4 separate regions of the Mus musculus genome follow, and all the other regions are linked to region 1. A link is a contact called in public Hi-C and promoter capture Hi-C data. All regions are on one chromosome and are shown on one strand. The core of a region is the stretch at or near the end of the contact, and the rest is flanking DNA. Distances in the headings are between cores, read along the strand shown. Region 1 holds the start of Nudt18 (nudix (nucleoside diphosphate linked moiety X)-type motif 18). Region 2 holds the start of Med4 (mediator complex subunit 4). Region 3 holds the start of Cysltr2 (cysteinyl leukotriene receptor 2). Region 4 holds the start of Fndc3a (fibronectin type III domain containing 3A).

What was found. Promoter capture Hi-C pulls out the DNA fragments that hold promoters and counts their contacts. A called contact is a pair of places that touch in the nucleus more often than the background predicts.
Region 2: a Hi-C map of B cells shows a contact between it and region 1, with 7 read pairs. The contact joins the promoter of Med4 here to the promoter of Nudt18 in region 1. A contact is called at or near these places in 1 of 39 promoter capture datasets (pre-B cells), 1 of 484 Hi-C or Micro-C datasets (B cells) and 1 of 115 datasets of contacts at active chromatin or transcription factors (astrocytes).
Region 3: a contact with region 1 is called in a promoter capture Hi-C map of liver, with 4 times the contacts expected there. The contact joins the promoter of Cysltr2 here to the promoter of Nudt18 in region 1. A contact is called at or near these places in 2 of 39 promoter capture datasets (liver and pre-B cells).
Region 4: a contact with region 1 is called in a promoter capture Hi-C map of liver, with 6 times the contacts expected there. The contact joins the promoter of Fndc3a here to the promoter of Nudt18 in region 1. A contact is called at or near these places in 2 of 39 promoter capture datasets (liver and pre-B cells) and 1 of 115 datasets of contacts at active chromatin or transcription factors (large pre-B cells).

Annotation. Positions count from the first base shown.
Region 1 is chr14:70,576,481-70,579,130 of GRCm38.p6, reverse strand. Nudt18 (nudix (nucleoside diphosphate linked moiety X)-type motif 18) reads right to left here and starts at 1,307. Exons shown (of 3, transcript NM_153136.5): 1 at 1,021-1,307; 2 at 6-219. The coding sequence starts at 1,182.
Region 2 is chr14:73,508,701-73,511,350 of GRCm38.p6, reverse strand. It overlaps Med4 (mediator complex subunit 4), which reads right to left and starts at 1,302. Exons shown (of 7, transcript NM_026119.3): 1 at 1,166-1,302; 2 at 130-196. The coding sequence starts at 1,290.
Region 3 is chr14:73,047,794-73,050,443 of GRCm38.p6, reverse strand. Cysltr2 (cysteinyl leukotriene receptor 2) reads left to right here and starts at 1,330. Exons shown (of 5, transcript NM_001162412.1): 1 at 1,330-1,408; 2 at 1,816-1,920.
Region 4 is chr14:72,708,707-72,711,356 of GRCm38.p6, reverse strand. It overlaps Fndc3a (fibronectin type III domain containing 3A), which reads left to right and starts at 1,354. Exons shown (of 26, transcript NM_207636.2): 1 at 1,354-1,639.

The DNA of each region.
Region 1 (2,650 bases), core at 58-2,557:
GATACCTGTTGGTCGAGCGAGGAACACAAAGCGGATCCAGGAGGCGCCCCTCTCCTCCACGGACAGCAGTGTCACTGGCTCACAGAGCAGCCCTGCCTCCTCCTTCACCTCCCGCTGCATGGCCTCCACGATGGTTTCTCCTGGTTCCATTCTTCCTGCAGGGAGGTACCATGTCCCCCGGCATTCCCTCTTGGCCTCCTGTATCATCAACACCTCATCCTGGGAGGGAGGGAAGTGAGACAATCTTCACTCCTACCCAGCCAGTCTGGGGGCTTCAGAAGAGTAGCCCCTACCTGGATGGCAGCCCAAAGCTCCCTTCTTGGTAGACAGACACCTTTAGGATGCTGGATCCTCAGGAGTCAGGCCCTGATATGGCTGAAAGCAGTGGCTGTCTCCGCTTTGCTGTAACTCAAACCCAGAGGGACTTCTGTTGTAGAAAGGGGCTGAGGACCTTGGGCGTTGCTCTAGGAGGCTTCCTCCTGAAGGTTGCCACCACTCCTATACTGACTCATTTATGCCACTGTCTTGCTCTTGTTCCCATGGGACTTACAAACCGCCTGTGTCAAGTCCTCAATCTAGGGTCTGAGGCTTTGAAACTTAGCTCCACCCCTATACCAACCTACCCCTTCTTGGCCAGGATTTTATAACGCTGACTTGTGCAGAAGTGATCACTAAAAAGAACTCTCACAGGATCGGAGGCCTGCATGTAAGCTCCCCATTACTCTCCCGAGGCGCCGGGAGAGTCTAGACTCCTGGAAAGGAAGGGGGCATATTACAGGCCTCTCCTGGTGGGGGGCGAGGTCTAGTGGATGAGATAAACCGCCCCGGGACCTCGGCTTCTCCTTCCATATTATAGAGTCTACAGAAGGACGATCTCAGCTCAGCTGCTAGTGTTGAGAGTGCTTTGCAACATTGGGAAGCGCCACATACAGGCAGCGGCCGTTGGCTCGCCTGTTCAGATCAGGGCAGGCGGCACGCTCCCGAGACCAGCCGAAGGCCAGCGGCCGGTCGGACGCTCACCTGCTCGTTGAGGAACACGGCCAGCACCACGTAGCAGACATTCTTCCGCAGCCGCACGGGAAACAGCGGCTTCCCAGCCGGCTCCGAGTCACAGCTCTGCACCAGCAACCCCTTTCCCCCCAGCACGGTGGCAAGCGCCCCTGCCAGGCCCTCCGTGGCCATCAAGTCTCCGGGGAGGTGGCAAGCCGGGACCTGCCAGACCCCCGGAGGCAAGCGGCCGGGACCTGAGCTGCGGTGGGCCGCGGCGCCCTCGCCCCCTCCCCTGACTTGAGGGCCAAGACTAACACGGAACCTCCGGGAGAGACCTGGTCGCTGATAGGCTGCGCGTCACTGCGGCCTGCCCGGATTGGCCAGCTCGCAGCGGTTATCGGGAGGGCGGGGCGCCGGGATCCTCCCTCTGCCCCCTCCTCTCCTGGGTTTCAGCCTCACTTCACACTCTCCCTAGCGATTAGCTAATTCACCCAGCACGCACTTGTCCGCGCGGGTTCCGACGGTGATGTCATCCTGCCTGTAGGGTGATGAACACCACTGTGACCAGGGTCGATGGCGTCACTCGTCCGATGACATTACGGAAGCCCAGACTCCGCCGTTCGCTCCCACTGTCCAGCTTTTATCATAAACGAACCACAGAAGTGCTCACGACGAATAGGCCCCAAATAACTTTCTGACTTCGTTAAAATGCTCTGAATGTGGTATGGCTCAGGCACATAACGTTGCGTTAGAAATTCTGATCTGTCTAGGTCGATGGACACAGGGCATTTTAAGAGTCCGAGGCTAAAGGATTGGTTTGGGGGTGGGGTGGGGGATGGGGAACGTGATTGACAAGCCTCAGAGGAGGGATGGGACAGGTGGTCAAGGTGGGACAAGGCTGGGGATGAGAAGAAGCTAAGGGGGGGGGGGATGAATGAAAGGGAGATTGAAGTCAGCACTGTAGCCTGCATCCGATCCTGTGCCCAATGCTTTTCCCAGGCTTCTGAAACAGACTCCATCTTTAGAGGGCAGGGGTGGTGCCCTCCTACCCAGCGTCCAGGGCCTGGTCATGAGGAACAGGGTGTGGGTTGTTTTGGCCAGCTCCTGCTTCTCTCCCAGCCTGACCTTTCTTCCTCTGAGCTTCTTTAACCTCCACTCAGGACAGGAAGGCAGGGCCAGCTGAGAGGAATCCACAAAGCAGGCCAAGTCTGGGCTCCTCACCCCATCCCAGACTTCCCTTTCCTCCCCCACTGCTGGCTCTGTGTACCTCCTTTGGGGGACAGTGGCTTGATGGTACTGACAAAGCTCTGGAGTTTAAAAGCCAGACATCCAGCCTCTGCTGACTGACGTGCTCTGTGCCCTGGGTGGCCTCAATGTCCTCATCTGTACAGTAGGTCTGTAACAGCCCTCCTTTTCCATACTTGTTGAGAAGCCAAGAGAGCTTGGGAGAAGCCATGCACTATCTGAACACCGTCACCAGGCAGCCCACCTGTTCTCCAGGTAGGGTCTCAAAGCCATAGTCCATAGAGCACACCTGCACATACAAGAACACACACACCGTGAAACTGGGGAGTATAGCTCAGCGGTAGAGTATTTACCTAGCATACACAAGGCCCTGAGTTCAATTCCCAGCACCACAAAACCACATCTGTGCTCTGTA
Region 2 (2,650 bases), core at 53-2,552, 2.9 Mb before region 1:
TGTAGACCTGGAAGTCAGAGATCCACCTGCCACTCCCCCACAAGTGGTGGGATTGAAGGTGCGAGCCACCACTGCCCGGCATTAATAACTTTTTAATAAAAAACAAACAAACAACAACAAAAAGTTTACCTGGTTTTCCTCTTCCAGCTGTAATAGCTTCTGATTTCTTGAAATTGCAAGCATTTCTATGAGTTCCCTAAAAGAAAAACACCCATCACGGTATGGTGATACTTGCCTGTAAACTCAGTGTTTGGGAGGACTCAGACCAGCCTCAGATATCTAGTGAAACCTTTTCATAACACAGTAGAAACACAAAAGAAACTGTTTAAATTGCTCCCTGCCCCAACCGATTGTTGGGTTTATGGTCCTCCTAACATGCTGGACTCTCATGGTGACTACAAACACTTCAGCATTCGCTGGCTAACTGCACGTGATAAAGACTCAGCTGTGATTTACAAGAAAACCTCCTGACTCAACTATGTAGGTCTGTAGGCCAATAGTGCTGCCATTTGTGTAAATTATGTTTTCTTGTAAGACGGTGGCCATGGCTGCCTTCCCTTGATAAGACTTCAACTGATAGATTTAAGACTATCACGACGATGTGGAGTGTGACATCCAATTTACTCTATCTCGGCCACACACCAGCCAACCCCACTGTGCCCTGCCTGATGTTTCCAGGCTTTTTCAGATGATGGGCTATCTATCAGACGCCTAACAAATCTGATTTGACTAGCAGCCCATTTCTTGGGGACGTGTGCCCTGCTACCACCAGAATAGGAATCCCATCGGTGGACTGCAGGAGGCTGCGGCTCAACCCTTAGAAATCTGGTCCATAGCGTTTTAACACATTTGTCTCTCCTGTCACCCTGGGCTCCTTCGTGTTGGCATCTAGCCTCCCCTTGACTACTGGGGGGAAGCGTGCTTTTAAATGTCTGTTGCGTGTCAATGACTGAGGGGGCTCGGATCTGCCCCTCTTACCGGCTACTAAAGTTTTGACTGCCTTGGTTTCCAGGTCATGTGACTGAGATGTCCCCTTGGCGGGGAAATGCGGCCCAAAGCCCCCGAAGGCCCTAGACCCCACGTCCAACGGAGCCTCCCAAGCCCGCCTACCCAAGTCAGCGCCCACAGCCGAGCCGGCCGGAGCAGGCTCCCGGGCCGCGGTTACCTCGACAAGACCTCCAGATCTTCCAGCGCAGACAGAAGCCGCTCTCGCGTACTGCCAAGGCCGGCCATTCCCGAAACGCCTCCCATCCGCTCCTTTTCCTTCTCACCACTTGAAGAAGCCGCCATCGCCCCGCTGACCACCAGCCGTCGCATGCGCAGTGTGAGCTAGCCACAGGAGGGGCGGAACCGGAAGAAGGAAAGAAGAGTAATAGAGGTCGGGACGGAGAGGTCCGGCTAGAGCGCCGCCTATGTGCCTGGAGGTGCACTACAGTTCTAGCGCCATCTACAGGGCAAAGGAGGGCTTGTGACTCGTTCCAATCTGACATGCTCCAACCGGACCCAGGATGAGAGATGCAGTTCCCAGTCTCCTGGGTTTTATTTCCTCAGCATCAGTGGAAGGCTTCTAACAAAAGATTTTTTTTTTAAACTGGGGAAATTACATAATTATTAACTTCTATTTTGTCTGTATTCCGATAAAATCCCAGCCATCAAGTTTGGTCTCTCGTGAAGTTGTAGTAAACTTAGAGCAGGAAGTAAAATCTTTTCTTCCCTCCCCATTCCGTTGTTTGGTAGCAAAATACATATAATTGGCCTATAGACCAGGCTGGTCTCGAACTCAAGAGATCTGCCTGCATCTCGAGTCCTGGGGTTAAAGGGGTGTACCACCATGCCCCGCTACTAAAATTCAGTATCTTAACCATTGTATGTGTAGGGTTCACTGCCACTAAATTGCTGTTAAGCAAGGCAGTTGTGAGGCATGCCTTTAATCCCAACACTCAAGGAAGCAGAGGCAGGCAGATCTCCTGAGTTAGAGACTAGCCTGGTCACAGAGTGACTTCCAGGACAGCCAGGGTTACACAGAGAAACCTCGTCTCAAAACAAAACAAACAAACAAAAAATTGCGGCTAAATAACATCCCCAAAACTCTTCAACTTGTAAAATGTAAAAAAGGTGTGCTCATGAAGGTCTGACTTCCCGTTCCTGAAAACCACACTGTACTTTCTGTTTGTCTGGCTATTCTATGCATTTTGAATGAGTAGAATCACATGTTCTAGTTTGGGGCTTGGGGGTTTGCTTGTTATTATTTTTTGGTTTTGGGGGATTTGGGCTTTGTTTGGTTGGCTTGCTTTCTTTCTTTCTTTCTTTCTTTCTTTCTTTCTTTCTTTCCTTCTTTTCAGACCGAATCTTGTTGTGTAAACTAGTCCTAAACTAAGAAGGAACTCACTTTCTCATTACAGCCTACTGAATGCTGAGCCCCTATAGCAGGCTGATTCATTTAGCATAATGCTATCATGGTTCATGTACATTGGAATAGGTGCCAGAATACCCCTCCCTTGAAGTCTGAATAATACTTCCTGTATGTGCTAACCGTACCCCCTATCAGATGGCATTTAGCTGGGTTACCTTCTTGGTTTTCGGAACTCATCTTTAGGCCTGTATATCTTCCAACAAACTGCTCTGCTCTTTATTCAAGGTGACTGTTGAA
Region 3 (2,650 bases), core at 81-2,580, 2.5 Mb before region 1:
AAGGTATTTTATGTTATTTGTGACTATTGTGAAGGGTGTTGTTTCCCTAATTTCTTTCTCAGCCTGTTTATCCTTTTTGTAGAGAAAGGCCATTGATTGGAAAAAAAGAAACCCAAACAACTAGACTGTTATAATTGCTAAGTAGTGTGTTGTTTTGCAATTATGAAGTTTGAGAATTTTAGGTTAATTGTTCTGTTTCAAAATCATATTGAGTATTTGGGGTCATTTTGATGCAGTATAGATTTTAAAATGGATTTCGCTGAGGATAAGTTATACATAGGCAAGAGAAGAAGAAACAAAGACGGCAGAAATCTTTAGGAAAAACTTGCACCTGGAAAAATTAATAGGAAATGAGCAATCTGAAAAGGGGGTGTAATAGGTATTAGTCTGTTGCTATAGTAAAATATCAGGAACAATGGCAACACAAGGAAAGAATTTATTGGGATTTAAATTTCAGACAGTCCATATGACCTGGGAGGCATGGTGGTGAGTGCCCAGGGAAGGAAGCTGAGAGATCACATCTGTATCTGCAAATGTGAACCAGAGAGAGCAGTATGAGAACTGGACTGAGGGGATAAATGCTCACAGGCCACTTCCGGTGGTGCCACATCCCCTCCTGTGAGGCTGCACCACCTCCCTGAATAACACCACTGACTGGAGACCCAGCGTTCAAGCACCTGAACCCGTGGGAGAGATTTGTCACTCAGTCTCAGGAGGCAAAGGAGAACGAACCATTCTGAAAGTTGGAAAAAAGAGCGAGGCAGATTGAGAACAAGTCTCCACAATTAGCTATTCAAACAAGAGAGAAAGGAAGAGGAAAACGGAGAAAGAACACATTACATGAACCTTGAGACCATCGGTGACCTTTGCAGAGACTTTTCAGTGGAGTAAGTGAGAATGTGAGAGCATCAGAGAGTGGTGAGAGTGCTCTAAAGCAGGCTACAGAGCGCTGCACTGATGGGTTGGGCATGGGAACAGAAGCCCTTTTGGAGAAATAACAGCCACTTAACCTCCCCCTCCCCCCAGCTCCCTGCCCATCACATCCTGCAAAAGATCCCGATGGAAAGGGGGGGGGGGGGAAGGAAAGAAAGAAAAGAAAGAAAAGAAAAACCCCAGCAAAAACCAATCATTAGCGGCAGGGCAATTCTAGGGTGACTTGAAAGAGGTTGACAGTCACAAACTGGAAATTCTCTGACTTCTGAAGAAAGAACTCAAGCACCCACACCCATGACAGTGCCACAAAGCTGAGGTCCTGCTGACCCAAGTGACTTCTCGCCTTGCTATTGGCTGACACTGTTCATAAAACAGTGTTTGTTTCACTTTTGTTTTAAATAAACAAGCTGCATTCTATGGGGCGAGAAGCCTGGAGTCAGAGCAGACGCCAGGGCGACCGAAGGCAGAGGCACAGGTAGGTTTCCCTTTGTGTTCATTTGTTACTGAGAACTGTGCTTTGAGGATGAGTACAGGAATGGCATGTGGAAAGTAAGCTTAATTTGTTCAACTATCAGTGTTTGTTCTACCATCTTATGTGGTAAACTGGAAAAAGTACAAAAATATTGTAGACTGTAGAAAATACCACCACAAGGCTTGATTGTCAGTTGGGGTATTTCCTTCCTTTTTGAGGTGCATATAATTTTTAGCTTTCTCTCATAGTTGTATATATAAAATAAGAGCAGATATTATTTTTTTCCTTTAAAGCGTGCACTTTATCCACACTACCACGAATTCTATAAAATTGTAATTGTAAATTGCTATATGAGGCACTTCTTTTAGCATATAGATTTTACCATTTAGATTCTTTCCTATTTTGCATAGATTCGGTCATTTTATTCTGTAAGACCTTTTTCTACTCCGAAGCTTTGCTTTTGGAAGAGAGAAGAGTCCATCTGAGAAGGCATACTTCAGTGATTTGGTTCAGAGGTACACTGGGGAATTCACATGTGTGGAGGGCTGTGTGCTTGGAACCCATTCATTTGGGAACATCCATTGGCGATTTTTAGCTTGGGCTGCACCTCAGTCAGAAACACTTCATCTTAGGAGATTAGAAAACAACCCCTCAAAAACGGATTTTCTGGTATTGGCCAGTCTTTAATGTGTTTTTGTCTACTATTAATTCCCAGGTGATGTTAATGAATAGTCAGTTAAAAAAGTTAAATAAGCTGTTTGAATACTTTCTAGTCTTTTACATGTACCTGAGAGTAATATGAATGAAGAAATAAGAAGATGCAATCAAAGGCAAGTCTTTTTTTTTAACTCTGTAAATAGCTTATAGAGCTAATTTATGGGGCATATAAGAATTTTAGAAGTCTTTGTCATCTACCTTAACCACTTCAACCCTTGAGATGCGACCATACTCGGAAGCTTCAGTTCACTAATGCTTGAAGTAAGTAGATTTGTTTCCATGGCTTGGGAAGGTAGGAACTAGAGAAGCAGAGACTCTAGAAGGTTCTAAATATGTTACCATTAAGCTCACTGTGTGCTAGTACCTGTCAAGGCTGTCATATTTCTTTGGTTTCACAACCTTGTAAGGTCATTCAAGAGATGTGTGCCAAGTTACAAACATACCACAGGTATAGAAGATGGCTAAGACTGGATCTAATGTCTCACCCTGCTTTTCAAGAGAAATTGTTTTCACTGGATCCTTATCCCT
Region 4 (2,650 bases), core at 105-2,604, 2.1 Mb before region 1:
AAAATGAAACATTTCTCTCAGGGAAAGGACTTTTGCCCCCTCTCCCCAACCCCCAAATATCTCAAGATGCAATTTGATAGAATCACTATCCTACTTGTTGACGGGAAGAAAAATAACCTCTCATTAGCTAGCTGTGGATACAAACATCGGATCAATCATTGCCTGCAGCCATAGCAAAAAGTAGGTGGAGAAGGAAGAAAGCGGGGCTTAAAAAACACCACCACAGGAAAATAGAAATGGTTAAAGTGGATGTACAGGCAGATGAACACAAGCCAAGTGAGGGGTCTTTAAGAAAAGTAAGAACACTGCAAATAAAACAGCACCAAGGTGGGGATTTTATACACTCGCGCACACCTCTGCAATCCCATGGGACTTTGGTACTGTCTGAGTATCTTATTTGATATTCAATGATCCACTAAGAATTTCATTATCCAGTTCTGTTTTGTTTTTTTCTTTTTTAAGAACGTAAGAAATTCGTACATCTTCGAGAGATTTCTGTCAAATGATTAAAAAAAAAAAAAAGATTGCCACCTTAAAACGCAGCGCAACCAATAAACTGAACTACAAGTCAGACGTGGAACCTGGTTTCATCAGTCACCAGTTTTGGCTGGACAGGGGGAGGACTCAGGTTCCCAAAGACGACCCTCTCCCTAAGGCTTCCGGTGAAACTGCAAAAGTAAGCAGTCCGGGCCGGCCCTCAGGCGCTACTGCAGCGTCCCCCCCACCGCCCCCCCATCGCTCGAGGCTTAAGGAAATTGTCGCCGCCTCCGCTTCGCTCTCCGCGGTGGCAGACGTCAAGGTAACGGGTTTCCACTAGATTCGGCTGGTCCGAGTCCAGAACCTTTAAGCTGTGCGTTTCTGAAAGACGTAAATCTGTTTCGTGGGTGCTAGAAAATGCCGGGGCTCTAACCGTCTGGGAGTGGGAAGGTCTGAGCCCACTTCGGGGCGCTTCCCCGTCCGGGGCTTGCCTCTAAAAGCACCTGCCGGCATCCTAAGTTCTGGGGCTTGCCGAGAGGGGCTGACACGGTTCGTCTCTGGGGGCGGTGGGTGGGGGGCGCTTTCTAAACTGCATTCGGAATGGCGTGTGGGGCCCCGGATACGTCAATCATCCGCACAGTTCCCGGGCTCTGGGAGAGCGGCACCGGAGCTCGCATGCCACACACACTTGCGGGCCCGGGAAGCCTCGGCTTGCGGGGCGGCGGGCGAGCGGGTTCGGGTGCGCGCGCTCGAGCTCGTGTGTGTGTGTGTGTGTGTGTGTGCGCGCGCGGGGGCTCCGGGTCCAGGCGGCCGGGGGCGCCGTCGGCGGGGCTCGCGCAGCCGCACTGGGCGCGCCGACTCCGGGCTCCTCCTCCCGGCTCCGTAGTAATCATGGCGGCGGCGGCATTCGCGGTCCCTCGGGTGAAACAGAAAGCGGGAGCTACGCGGAGAGGGAGCGAAGAGCGGGGCTGAGGCGGCGGCGCCGTCACTGCCGGGAAACACCCCTCCCCAACAACCCCCCTCCACAGCAGTCAGCGCAGCGGCGGCCGCGGGAGCCCCGGCCCACCGCCAAGCGAGTGAGAGGACGAGCCGGAGCCTCGCAGGAGAGACGCCCGGGGTGGGGGATCCGCCTTCCTTCGCTTCGGAGCGGCGGGATTCGGAGGTGAGAGCCGGCAGGGGGACGCCGGAGCCCGCGTCGGGGAAACCGTTAGGCTGGGGCTGCGGGCCGCGCCGCCGGAGGGCTGAGCCCGTCGGGGAGGGCGGGCGGACGGGCGACGCCCCCACGCGAGGCCGCGCCGTCCGCGGGGTGACGGACCCGGGACGCGGCGGGGACGTGCGCGACACCTGCCGGGGCTCGGCGACAGCGGAGCGCTGCCTGCGCACCTGAGGGTTAAATCCTCGAAAACACGCCCTTCGGGTCTGCGCCCGCCTGCCTGGCCGCCCGGGCGGCCGCCGCAGCCGGTGCCTGGCGGCTCCTCTTCCCCAGGTAAGGCAACCACCTGTTCGGTCGGTGGCGAGGAGGAAGGGAGGCTGCGGTGCTCGCCCAGCTCGGCAGCCTGCGTGGGTGAACTTTTGACACGACTCTGGGAAAGGGCGGCACGCGCTGGGTGAAGGAAAAGGAGCGAGTAATTTCGACGTCAGATCGCTAGCGCTTGCTGCTTTTACCGTGTGTGATAGGTAATTGTAGTTTTATTAAACTATCACCTTTCATAAAAAGCATTGGGGGGTATTCGTGTGTGTGTGTGTGTGTGTGTGTGTGTGAGAGAGAGAGAGAGAGAGAGAGAGAGAGAGAGAGAGAGAGGGAGGGAGAGAGAGAGAGAGATTGCTGAGGGTGCTAAGGATGGTGAGCTAGAGATTATTTATTTTAGTGAGACTGTAAGTTCCTTTGGGCACCTTCTCGGCTGTCCGTCTACTAACTGACAGTGGCAGGCGGACAAGGCTTTCCCTCTTTTTGTATTATAATCTTGAAGTGCTCACGGGTAGACTTTAAAAAACACCGAGCCACATAATGATGTTGCTGCATCCTATTGTGGTCTGTTTCAGTTCTTGAAACCCAAGTTTGTGCGTGTTGTAAGAAGCAAATAAGCATCGCCTCTCAGCCTCTTGGCTAAGATGAGTTGTAAGAATGAAAGAGCAGTTGAAGCTTTTCTGTAATATTTGAATCACTATGCTT